2 separate regions of the Arabidopsis thaliana genome follow, and region 2 is linked to region 1. A link is a contact called in public capture Hi-C data. All regions are on one chromosome and are shown on one strand. The core of a region is the stretch at or near the end of the contact, and the rest is flanking DNA. Distances in the headings are between cores, read along the strand shown.

The links. Capture Hi-C pulls out chosen DNA fragments and counts their contacts.
Region 2: a capture Hi-C map of seedling shows a contact between it and region 1, with 1.7 times the contacts expected there. A contact is called at or near these places in 13 of 26 Hi-C or Micro-C datasets (callus, cotyledon, leaf and 4 more), 2 of 2 datasets of targeted methods (seedling and shoot) and 1 of 3 other capture datasets (seedling).

The regions. Positions count from the first base shown.
Region 1 is chr4:18,293,689-18,299,093 of TAIR10.1, forward strand. CESA2 (cellulose synthase A2) reads left to right here and starts at 2,700. Exons shown (of 13, transcript NM_120095.4): 1 at 2,700-3,470; 2 at 3,979-4,365; 3 at 4,448-4,550; 4 at 4,647-4,836; 5 at 4,946-5,212; 6 at 5,300-5,405. The coding sequence starts at 3,390. AT4G39345 (a tRNA gene) reads left to right here and starts at 92; the gene lies at 92-163.
Region 2 is chr4:18,336,827-18,342,231 of TAIR10.1, forward strand. AT4G39420 (spatacsin carboxy-terminus protein) reads left to right here and starts at 2,301. Exons shown (of 26, transcript NM_001160821.3): 1 at 2,301-2,687; 2 at 2,890-3,076; 3 at 3,154-5,280. The coding sequence starts at 2,905.

The sequences.
Region 1 (5,405 bases), core at 1,450-3,949:
AGGCTTCTGATGAAGATGAGTAACAGACAATGCATACGAAAGGTTTTACTTTTAATTTAAATATGTATTTGATGCAGCAAGAGCAACAAAAGTGGCTGTAGTTTAGTGGTAAGAATTCCACGTTGTGGCCGTGGAGACCTGGGCTCGAATCCCAGCAGCCACATTCTCTTTTGGTTTTTTGAAAAGAAATTTTTTTGGGCCTCCAAACTTTTAATTTTAAAGCGTTTTAAATGGATCTCCTTTGCAGATAATTAGTGGCCCACTATACTTTCCTAACAGCCCATATATTGGTATCTTTTTTTTTTTTTCCACATATATTGGTATCTATATATCTTATCTTACACTTTACCAATATTTTCATACTTAATCCTATGAAATTCTAGTTTTTCTGGTTATGGCACTAACTTAACATATATATTTTATATTTTCAATGTTTTTAAGAAAATGAAAATAGTAAATAATAAACAAGAGTAAATAAAAGAAAGCAAACAAAAAAAGAAAATAGCAACTGAAATGAGAAACAAGAGCCAAGAATAATTAAAGAAAAGTACGTAAAAGTGGTAAAAATTAAAATAGAGTTCAAAAAGAAGTGACTAAAACCCATACTACAACTCTATAACCTCGTTTGGGTCTCGCTAGTTGGAACTTTGACTTTTGATGGCTCAATCATTAGGATTTATGCCTAACCTTAATTAGTTAACTCCTATGATTGGATGATCTAATTATAATTAATCGGTAAAGGCACTTTTATCATTGGAATTTTAATTAAATAACTGCGTACCTATATTAGTCGTTACATGTGATTACTGTATCAGACTATCAGTGATAAACATAGGTTTTTCTTTTTTCTTAACATAACAACATGGAAAGAGGTTAAGCGCCAAAAATAAAAAAGACTTTCTAATCGTAAAATAGCTAGTAGCTACCGACAGATTGTGAGTGCGAAACACACATAACACAGTAGATAAAATAATTGAAAAGTAGTTAAAATAGTTCTCTTCTGTTTTTTTTTTGAACCAGTTTTAACACGAAAGAAAAAGACACCAGTCATTGACCTATCATAATAATATACACAAGATTTGGCTTATTTAAATGTAATCCCGAAGAGCGAATATTAAATACTCCTCTGGATAGCACAATAATTCGATTCTAACAATAAATTAGAATATATTGGGAAAAGTTTAACAATAAATTAGTACTAACTTTTTCCTGTGGATAGCACAATAATTCGATCCTAACAACAATGCCTGTCTATTTTAGTCGCCAGTTTCAAAATACTGCAATACAGTGAAAACATTTTAAAACACATGCTTCATCTTATCTTTTTGGCTATTCTTCACAGTGGTAAGTTTCCGTCGGTGCCGATATTATATGTTTGTGCTATTAATTAATCATGAATTGTATAAATTTCCAGATTTGTTGGTGGAGCCTTGTAGGCCATCAAAAGCTTTTGATTTTTGAACAAATAATGGCCCATATATCGACCGACGAATATTTGTACTCCCATGAATACAACAATCTAGTTTCAAGTAAAAAGTGTTCAAAATATTTCAGATTTTTGTATCGTAGTTTTAAAAGACTAAACCAATTGTATAATTACATTTCTATTTTCCAGCTGCTTGGCCGGCTGATATGGCAATTTTTAGCAACATTTATATAGGAGCGTATTGTATATTTTTGTTCACCTGTGGCTATCTTGTATTCATTTTGATAGAAAGACTAACTTTGTACCATTCAAATAATGATTCGGTTATCATTTCGCCATCAAATAATCGATTTATACCTAATACTGCGAAGATAGAGACATTTTAACAATACTATTTACGATAGTTCGGTAGAATATAGTAATCTATGCATTGATGACATCGTCGGCTCTAATCAGCTTTTATAATGCTTATTAACATCATTATGGCATATTCATAATTTAATCGAAGTAACCTAGTTTATTTTAATGCATTTAGATCAATTAGATGGGGGAAAAACTATGTGATCTTTCAAATGTTGTTTGTTCAAAGCAGAATGATTTATGTGTTACGAATTCGCCAGAATAATTTTAATTTAGCCAACCAAAAAAAACATAATTTGTAAACTTTTTCCACGTTTTAAACTATTTGTGAAATGTCTCCAAAATGAAAGAAAAAGGTTATGCCACCGACAATATTTTCTACCTTGTACAAAGAAACAAATTGTTTATTCAAAGTTGGTTTGGAAAAGATACTGATCCAACGGTCACGGATTTGAATAACATTGTTTAGTTAATACAACCAAATTATTCTTATGCTATGTGTACCTACTTAGAAGCTTACACAGAAAAAAAAAAAAAAAAAAAAACTTCTAAACTTTGGTTTTCTTTTTTTTCCCATCATTTATAATATTCACGTGTTACATAATAATTTGGATGTATATAATAAATGATCCAATAATTAACAAAATAAATCTGATCATCCAATCATAATAAAGTTGCGCATACTAAACAATATTTTATTTTCCTAAACACAACTTCTTTGATATATGGATTGGTCGATAAGAATAATAAGATATGGGTTTTAATAGAAGACAATCAATCTTCAGGGGCTTTCTTGAAATTACAGCGTGGTAAAAAACAATGACATCAATCTGGACCCGATCACGAGGACCCGGATCCGTATCGATAAACAGTGTAGCTTTCACTACCCCATTTTCCCAGAAACACCTCTCAAAAATTTCTCAAGAACTTGTATAAATATCTCAGTTTCGTTCACGCAGTGTCTTTTTTATTTTTGTATTTCTTTTTTCATTGTTCACCAACTCCTCTTGAAGGTGGGACAGAGTCCAGCTCCACCACCACCATAGCCATCGCGTCGTTTTCTCCGGGACCCACTTATTTCGTGACGTTTCTCTCTTTGTATATACATACAATTGTTTTCAGTCTCAATTTGCTGTCCACATTTTAACACAACTCTATCTCAGGGGTGGTGTCTGAATCTCGTCTCTCTCATTCCTATTTATCCCAATCTAATCTATCACAAACCCTTCCACATTGCTTTTGTCAGTCTGTAAAATTCTCTTTGAATCAGTGAATCACTCACTTAAATCCAAAACAGTTTTTTTTTCTTTCTTTCTTTATTTGCTTGTTGTGGAATCAATAGCTGTCTCCGGGAAAATTCGTTTTTTTTCTCCTTCGGGATCTCTTTTTTTTTTTTTTTGGTTTTATTTAATAATTATCCCCGAGCCAACATTTATTGTCGATTCGGTTTATTTCGTCTCCTTCGTCTTCCACTCTTACTAGTGCATGCTCTGAATCTGTATGTAATGGGAGTTCAACAGTCTGGATCCATTATCCTAGCCGGGTCGGGTCAAGGTCTTTGAGTAAGAGAGACAATTCGTTTTGATTCGGTGTAGAAGACATCATGAATACTGGTGGTCGGCTCATTGCTGGCTCTCACAACAGAAACGAATTCGTTCTCATTAACGCCGATGAGAGTGCCAGAGTAAGAATAACTTTTGTATGAATTTGTGACGAAAAAAGTTTAATTTTTTCTCTTTCTTTGGGATCTAGATTATGAGAATCTAGATGGAATATTTTGATCTGAAATTGGAAGTTTCTAGGGAGTAATGCCGCAACCCACATGTTCTGTTTTTTCTTTTTTCTTTTCTTCAAGTAGTGTTGCATGATTCATACGTGTCGGCAGAGATGTCCTGAGAACCGAATTCAATGTTGTAGCAGTAGCAATAAGTTCAAAGAAAGTCCATTTTTTTATATTACTAATTCTGTTCTTGGTTTATTTGAGCTGGTCTTTATTGCATTTCACCTGGATTCAGATACTAATAACTGTCTCAATTATGTAAAAATGACAACTTTATGAAATTCAGTTTCACAATTATGTAATTCATAATCGATGAATGTTTTCTTGAGTCTTTATCATCTTTAGGATTTGATTAAGATGCAATTTGATGAAAATACTAAAAAGACTCATGTGTTCTCATTTCTCTATGTAGATACGATCAGTACAAGAACTGAGTGGGCAAACATGTCAAATCTGTGGAGATGAAATCGAATTAACGGTTAGCAGTGAGCTCTTTGTTGCTTGCAACGAATGCGCATTCCCGGTTTGTAGACCATGCTATGAGTATGAACGTAGAGAAGGAAATCAAGCTTGTCCTCAGTGCAAAACTCGATACAAAAGGATTAAAGGTAGTCCACGGGTTGATGGAGATGATGAAGAAGAAGAAGACATTGATGATCTTGAGTATGAGTTTGATCATGGGATGGACCCTGAACATGCCGCTGAAGCCGCACTCTCTTCACGCCTTAACACCGGTCGTGGTGGATTGGATTCAGCTCCACCTGGCTCTCAGATTCCTCTTTTGACTTATTGTGATGAAGTGAGGAATCCAAATTGTTTGTTTTCTCTGACAATGTTGTTGCTTAGATGATTCTTTTTCTTATTAGTCTATGTGTTTTCAGGATGCTGATATGTATTCTGATCGTCATGCTCTTATCGTGCCTCCTTCAACGGGATATGGGAATCGCGTCTATCCTGCACCGTTTACAGATTCTTCTGCACCTCGTATGTGTTTACTTTTATGATTCCTACAATTTTTCTTCTTATATGATTTGGTCACCTTCTAATGAGTTATGAAATGGTTTTGTTTGTTGTTTTCAGCACAGGCGAGATCAATGGTTCCTCAGAAAGATATTGCGGAATATGGTTATGGAAGTGTTGCTTGGAAGGACCGTATGGAAGTTTGGAAGAGACGACAAGGCGAAAAGCTTCAAGTCATTAAGCATGAAGGAGGAAACAATGGTCGAGGTTCCAATGATGACGACGAACTAGATGATCCTGACATGCCTATGTAAGTTGTTAAAATCTAACAAAAGTTCAGATGAAATGATGCTCTGAAATTTTGTGTTCAATGGTTTTGTTTTCTTATTGTTGTTTAAACATTTTTCGTGCTAATTCAGGATGGATGAAGGAAGACAACCTCTCTCAAGAAAGCTACCTATTCGTTCAAGCAGAATAAATCCTTACAGGATGTTAATTCTGTGTCGCCTCGCGATTCTTGGTCTTTTCTTTCATTATAGAATTCTCCATCCAGTCAATGATGCATATGGATTATGGTTAACGTCAGTTATATGCGAGATATGGTTTGCAGTGTCTTGGATTCTTGATCAATTCCCCAAATGGTATCCTATAGAACGTGAAACATACCTCGATAGACTCTCTCTCAGGTAACATAAACCTGAAAAGTTCTTGTCTGCAAATATTCATTTTTTACATTCCCAAAAATTTTTGAAACTCTATTTCTCTTACATAAGGTACGAGAAGGAAGGAAAACCGTCAGGATTAGCACCTGTTGATGTTTTTGTTAGTACAGTGGATCCGTTGAAAGAGCCACCCTTGATTACAGCAAACACAGTTCTT
Region 2 (5,405 bases), core at 1,051-3,550, 43 kb after region 1:
AAATTTAATTTATATGCATGGTTAAACGGTCAACAAAATTATTTTACATTCACTCGTGTTGATTTTCTAGTCGGTAAAAACTAAAAAGGAACCTCGTCAATAATAGTAACATCAGTTAGTCGTTACATCATGAGTAAGTATCGTAATTGGCGCCGTACGTTTGTTGATTAACCATACAAAAAAAAAGAATGATAATTATGTGATTTCTTATACACTAACTAACATTCAGTAATTAAATCTTTGTTTATACCACAGCGATATAAATTATGTGAATGATAATTATGTGATTTCTTATGTTTTGAATCCGTAATAATTAACCGAACATGTTTGATAATCATATTTAACAAAATCTTTGTTTATACCACAGCGATATAAATTAAATGATTAGGGACGGTACTAATATTACAGTTGAATATGTATTATAGTTTGTAAGAGATTTGATGTGCATGTGTTTATTTATAGTTTGTACATTCATTTTCCCTTGAGCGTAAGGACAGCGTCACTATGACATCACATCGGTCCGTGAGAATGATAGTATAACGAATATGCACGTAACTCGTAATGACATAGGTTTCTTTTTAAACCGTTGATGTTCGTGTGTGTTTAGTATCATATGATTTACATTTGGCCAAAACGACGGAAATTGGAATTTACTAAAAAAAATTGGGGAAAAAGTTTTTTTTTTATAAGTAATAATATGAATCTGTTTAATGGGCCTTCAGAAGTGGGGAAGAGATTGGAGTGTGGGTTGGCGAATGTAATCATTTCGTTTTTATTATATTTTTACTTTGTTTTTGTTCGTATATGTATTTGAAATTTTACATTATTCGTTTTCACATCCATCACCTTTCTTCCTCTCGCTTTACACAGTTTCAATAATTACATTTTCAGTGATCTCTGTACAATTGCTAGTTTCATTTTAAGCTTTATGTCTAACTAGGACCGTAACTACGACTAGTTTTGTCCGGTTCGTTCGGACTGTTCCCATAGATTTGAGTAACCGGCAAATCGGATAGGATTGACAAACAAAACTTGTGGTTTGTTTACGAAATCTAGAATCAGCAATTTGGTGCCTAGACGAGTTGAAAATAAAACAGTAATAATGAGTTACTTAGAACCGTAAACAATTCAGTTTAGCGAGTGAAGCTGGAGGAATGAGTCCATTGTCTACACATGTATCTAATCTAATACTAAAAAACATTGATCTCGTTGACTTTCTAACAAACAAAAAAATCGGAACACAACATACTTATAAAGTTGACTTTTGGGTTAATCACAACTAATGAAACCCACCAAAAAGGGAATAATAGAATCTTTATCGTACAAATTTACAACACATATATATGTGCATAACAATTTATAAAGATTTAGTTTAATATAAGGGACAGCTAAGGAAAGAAAAGAAGATTTTTAAAAGGAAGAAGATTTTTTTCTGAAAGAAATATAAGAGCGGGGCATGAAGATAAATGATGACACCATGCGGGGACTCTGCGTCTGTTAAGAGTTATAATTTGACAACATTATATTGATCCGACCATCCAAAGCTGTCTTGTAATGTCCTTCCTCTGTCACTTTATGCGACTTCTCTCAATGCCTCTCTTATTTCTTCTCTACGCCTATCTCTTTGCATATAGTTTTCTTTTGTCATATCCGTAAAAAAACTACAGATTTTTTTTCGGGTTCATTTAAGTCCAAAAATATATGTTGATGGTTCTACATAACTCTCATTGTTCCTTTTTAAGTAATAAGTACCTTCTTATATTTATTTATTTGCTCTAATTAAGCAAGTAACTTCAAATTAAAACATTAGGTACCAACAATTATGGTCTTGAGGGTAAAAAAGACGATAAAAAAGCCTCAGTGACAAATGTCAAAACATGGGAAAAGAATTGTAACACTAATTAATCCACAATCAAGTGAAACTGAAAACCCTAACATGGAGGGACCAACAAATGATTGGACATAACTGCACCAATCAAAAACTTAATTCTGAGTTTATTTTGGCATAATTTAGTTTGGTGATACGCAACTGGGTCCCATTTTAATATGACATAATTTAGAGTAAATTATACTATGAATAAAAAAAAGACCTTACCATAAAAGTCATTCGTTATTATTACTTATGTTTGCCATTACAAGTTTATATCCATTTCCTTTATTTTCCCGGAAATATTTTTTCAACGACCAAGCAGAGAAGTTACGTTACAGTATTATACAAAGAACATTTACACACATTACCCAAGGAAGGTGCAGGCTCGGGCCACTTATGGGCCATTGAACTTGTACAAATATTTATTTAGCCCATGTAAGAAATATCGAGGAGATATTTTGTTTACATAAAGCCCAGAAAGCCCAATTAGTTTGGTTGATAATTTTTTATAACAAAAAAAACAAAATTCCACGTAAGCACAGAAACAGACGACTGACACGGTGGTCCGTGAAGGCGTGAACCGAATCATCGACGGAGGAAACCACCAATGATTTCTCCATCTCACGTCGTCAAATGTTTCATCATCATCTTCATCATCTTTCGTACGACTTCTTTTTTTTTTTTTTTGGTTTTTTTTTCCCTTCCCAATCGAAGTAGCGATGCCTTCGCGATAGCTCTCTGCTTCATCTCGCCACTCATCTCAACCTCTTGATTTGGGTCTCTCTTGCTCTTGCTCTTGCTCTTGATCTCTCTCAAGGTATTTTATTGTTCTCTGAATTGTTTCCCTGGATCGAATTTGTTCTAGGGTTTTAAGGTTATAGCTCGAAATCGCCGTTGCTCGCTGTTTTAGCATCTCCTTTTCACGTTACTGTGTTCGTTGGTGCTGTGATTGGTGTTGAGTTGGGTTATAAGTTCGTTGTTCTTATTGAATTTTGATATGTGCTTTTGCTTGTGTATAGTGTTAAGCAAATAGGATGGAAAAGTTGGTGAAGGAAGGCCCAACTCTGCTGCAACTGCACAAGTGGGAACCTTCTCAATTTCAACTCAAGCTATCAGAATTTCGCGAGGCGTTTATTTCTCCGTCGAGGCAGTTGTTATTACTACTCTCTTACCACTCCGAAGCTTTACTGCTTCCTTTGGTTGCAGGTAATAACTTGTTTCTTTCTTATTCATATGTGTATGTATATGCGTATCATTTTATTAGCGTTGTTCGCTGTTATCAGGGAGGTCCATTGGCAGTGAGGTTTCGTTAAGTGGTGATAATGAAGAGTTGAATAGTCCTTCATGCTCTGGTGGGTCAGATCCAGAGAAAATTGAATCTCCTTGTGGATCAGGAGTTGGTTCTGGTGAGCCTGGTTTTGTAGATAATTGCAGTTCTAGTTGCAATAGTTTCCCTTTTATCTTTGATGCAAAGTCTGTTGCTTGGGGTAGTTGTGGGGATACTTACAATCGGCACAAAGATCCTTTGTTTAGGGAATTGTTGTTTGTATCTGGAAATCATGGTGTTACGGTCCACGCTTTTTGCTGTACAAAAGATTTAAGTGACAAAGCCAAAGGCAAACCAAATGGTGAGCTGAGGCATGGGGAGTGGGTTGAGTGGGGACCTTCTAGGCTTAGTCAGAAATCAGAACCGGAAAGAGTCTCTTCTTCTGATGGCTCAAAGCAGTGGATGCAATCTTTTTTGATTGATTTGGAAACTACTGTAATTGATGGTACAAGACAGTCGAGGTTCCCTGAGAAGTCAGCGTTTCCGGGTTCTGCAGAGGTTGTTTCATTCAGCATATTAAATACTGATTTACCTTTCTCGAATCTTCTTTTCCAAGACAACTCCATACTTCCGAAGGATAATATGCCTGAGGATGGTAATGTAAATGACAATAATTTTCTCGTAGCATCTGATCCAACTGCTTTGGATGAAAAATCTCGAGCTGATATGCCCGTAAACAATGTCAGTGTAAACAGTTTGTACAGGTGCATCAAAGTTTTCTCCAGCGATGCTCATTCTCTGATTGGATTTGTTATGGAGTTATCGGATTGTGCATCTACGCCTAGAAGGAATGAAAACGAAAGAAGCAAGGGTAAGAGAAATATCTTTGTTGCCAAGCTGTTTAGCTGGGGGATAGAATGGGTCTCCCTTGTGAAGTTTGGTGAGTCAAGTATTGGACCTACAAATGAGTGGGCAGATTTCCGGCTATCCGATAACTTTGTTATCTGCCTCAGTGTTTCTGGTTTGATCTTTCTATATGATGTGAATTCTGGGGATTTTATTTCTCATGGGGATATCTTACAGACATGCGGTCGTGGATTGCATTCTTCATCAGATAGGCAAGAAGCAACTGCAGAAGCAGATCAGCTAAGTGACTTTCAAAATCGTGCTCCATCCATGTCTAAGACTTGTATTGTTGGTTCCACGGACAGAAGAAAGTTTAGAAAGCTTATTGTAGCTTCTCATACACCACTCATAGCTGCAGTTGACGAAAATGGTTTGGTATATGTATTATGTGTCAATGACTTTGTTTCCAAGGAATACCACATGGCCGCGGAACCTATTCCTGATTTACTTCATCTTGGGCTTGGAAGTCTGGTTGGGTGGAAAATCGGCGGCATGGACATTGGCCAGAAAAAAGTGCACCACCCTAGTTCCTCTGGGTCTCGAGGTGAAGATGCTTTTTCCAGGCGTGATCTTAGCTTTTCTGCTTCGGAAATCTCGATGTCTGACCCATGTTTGGAAAGACAACAGAACAATTTTGATCGAAGAGCTGGTTACTCTGGTTCATGGTTGAGTGGTTTTTCTGCACAGCCTAAAACAAATGGGCTGAAACTTGAAAAATTTCGAAGAGACTCGCATGTCACGCGGAAGATGTTTCTATCCGCCGAAAAATTAGGATTGGATGATAACATATGTTTTTCTCCATATGGATTCACTCATTTCTCTAGAAAGTATACAAATAAGGATGATCGAAGCTGTAAGATTTTTCATTATAGTCTGCAGACGCATATGACTGCGAGAGATGATAGTTATTTGAATTACGATGTCAACAAGAATTCTATTCAAGGTGCAGAGGAGAATTTCATAGGAGAATCAGTTGGTTGCTCTTTCCAAGGATTTCTTTTTTTGGTGACTTGTGATGGTCTTTCGGTTTTTCTCCCTTCTATCTCAATAACCTCAAATTACCCAACTATTGAGGCCATTGAATATCTGCAGCCATTCCAGACCACTGTCATGGGATACCGGGGAAGAGACGATTTGGCAGCAGGGGAATCACGTTTTCCTTGGCAAGTTGAGGTCATAGATAGAGTTATCTTGTTTGAAGGCCCTGAAGTTGCAGATCATTTATGCTTGGAAAATGGTACGAAACAGTACTCATGTTGGTTAATGACGTTTTTGCATCCGTAAAGCTTTTAATTTATAGAGTTTAACCTTCCACAGTTTGTTTATAGATTGATATTTATCTCTTAACCAACGTGGCTTGTC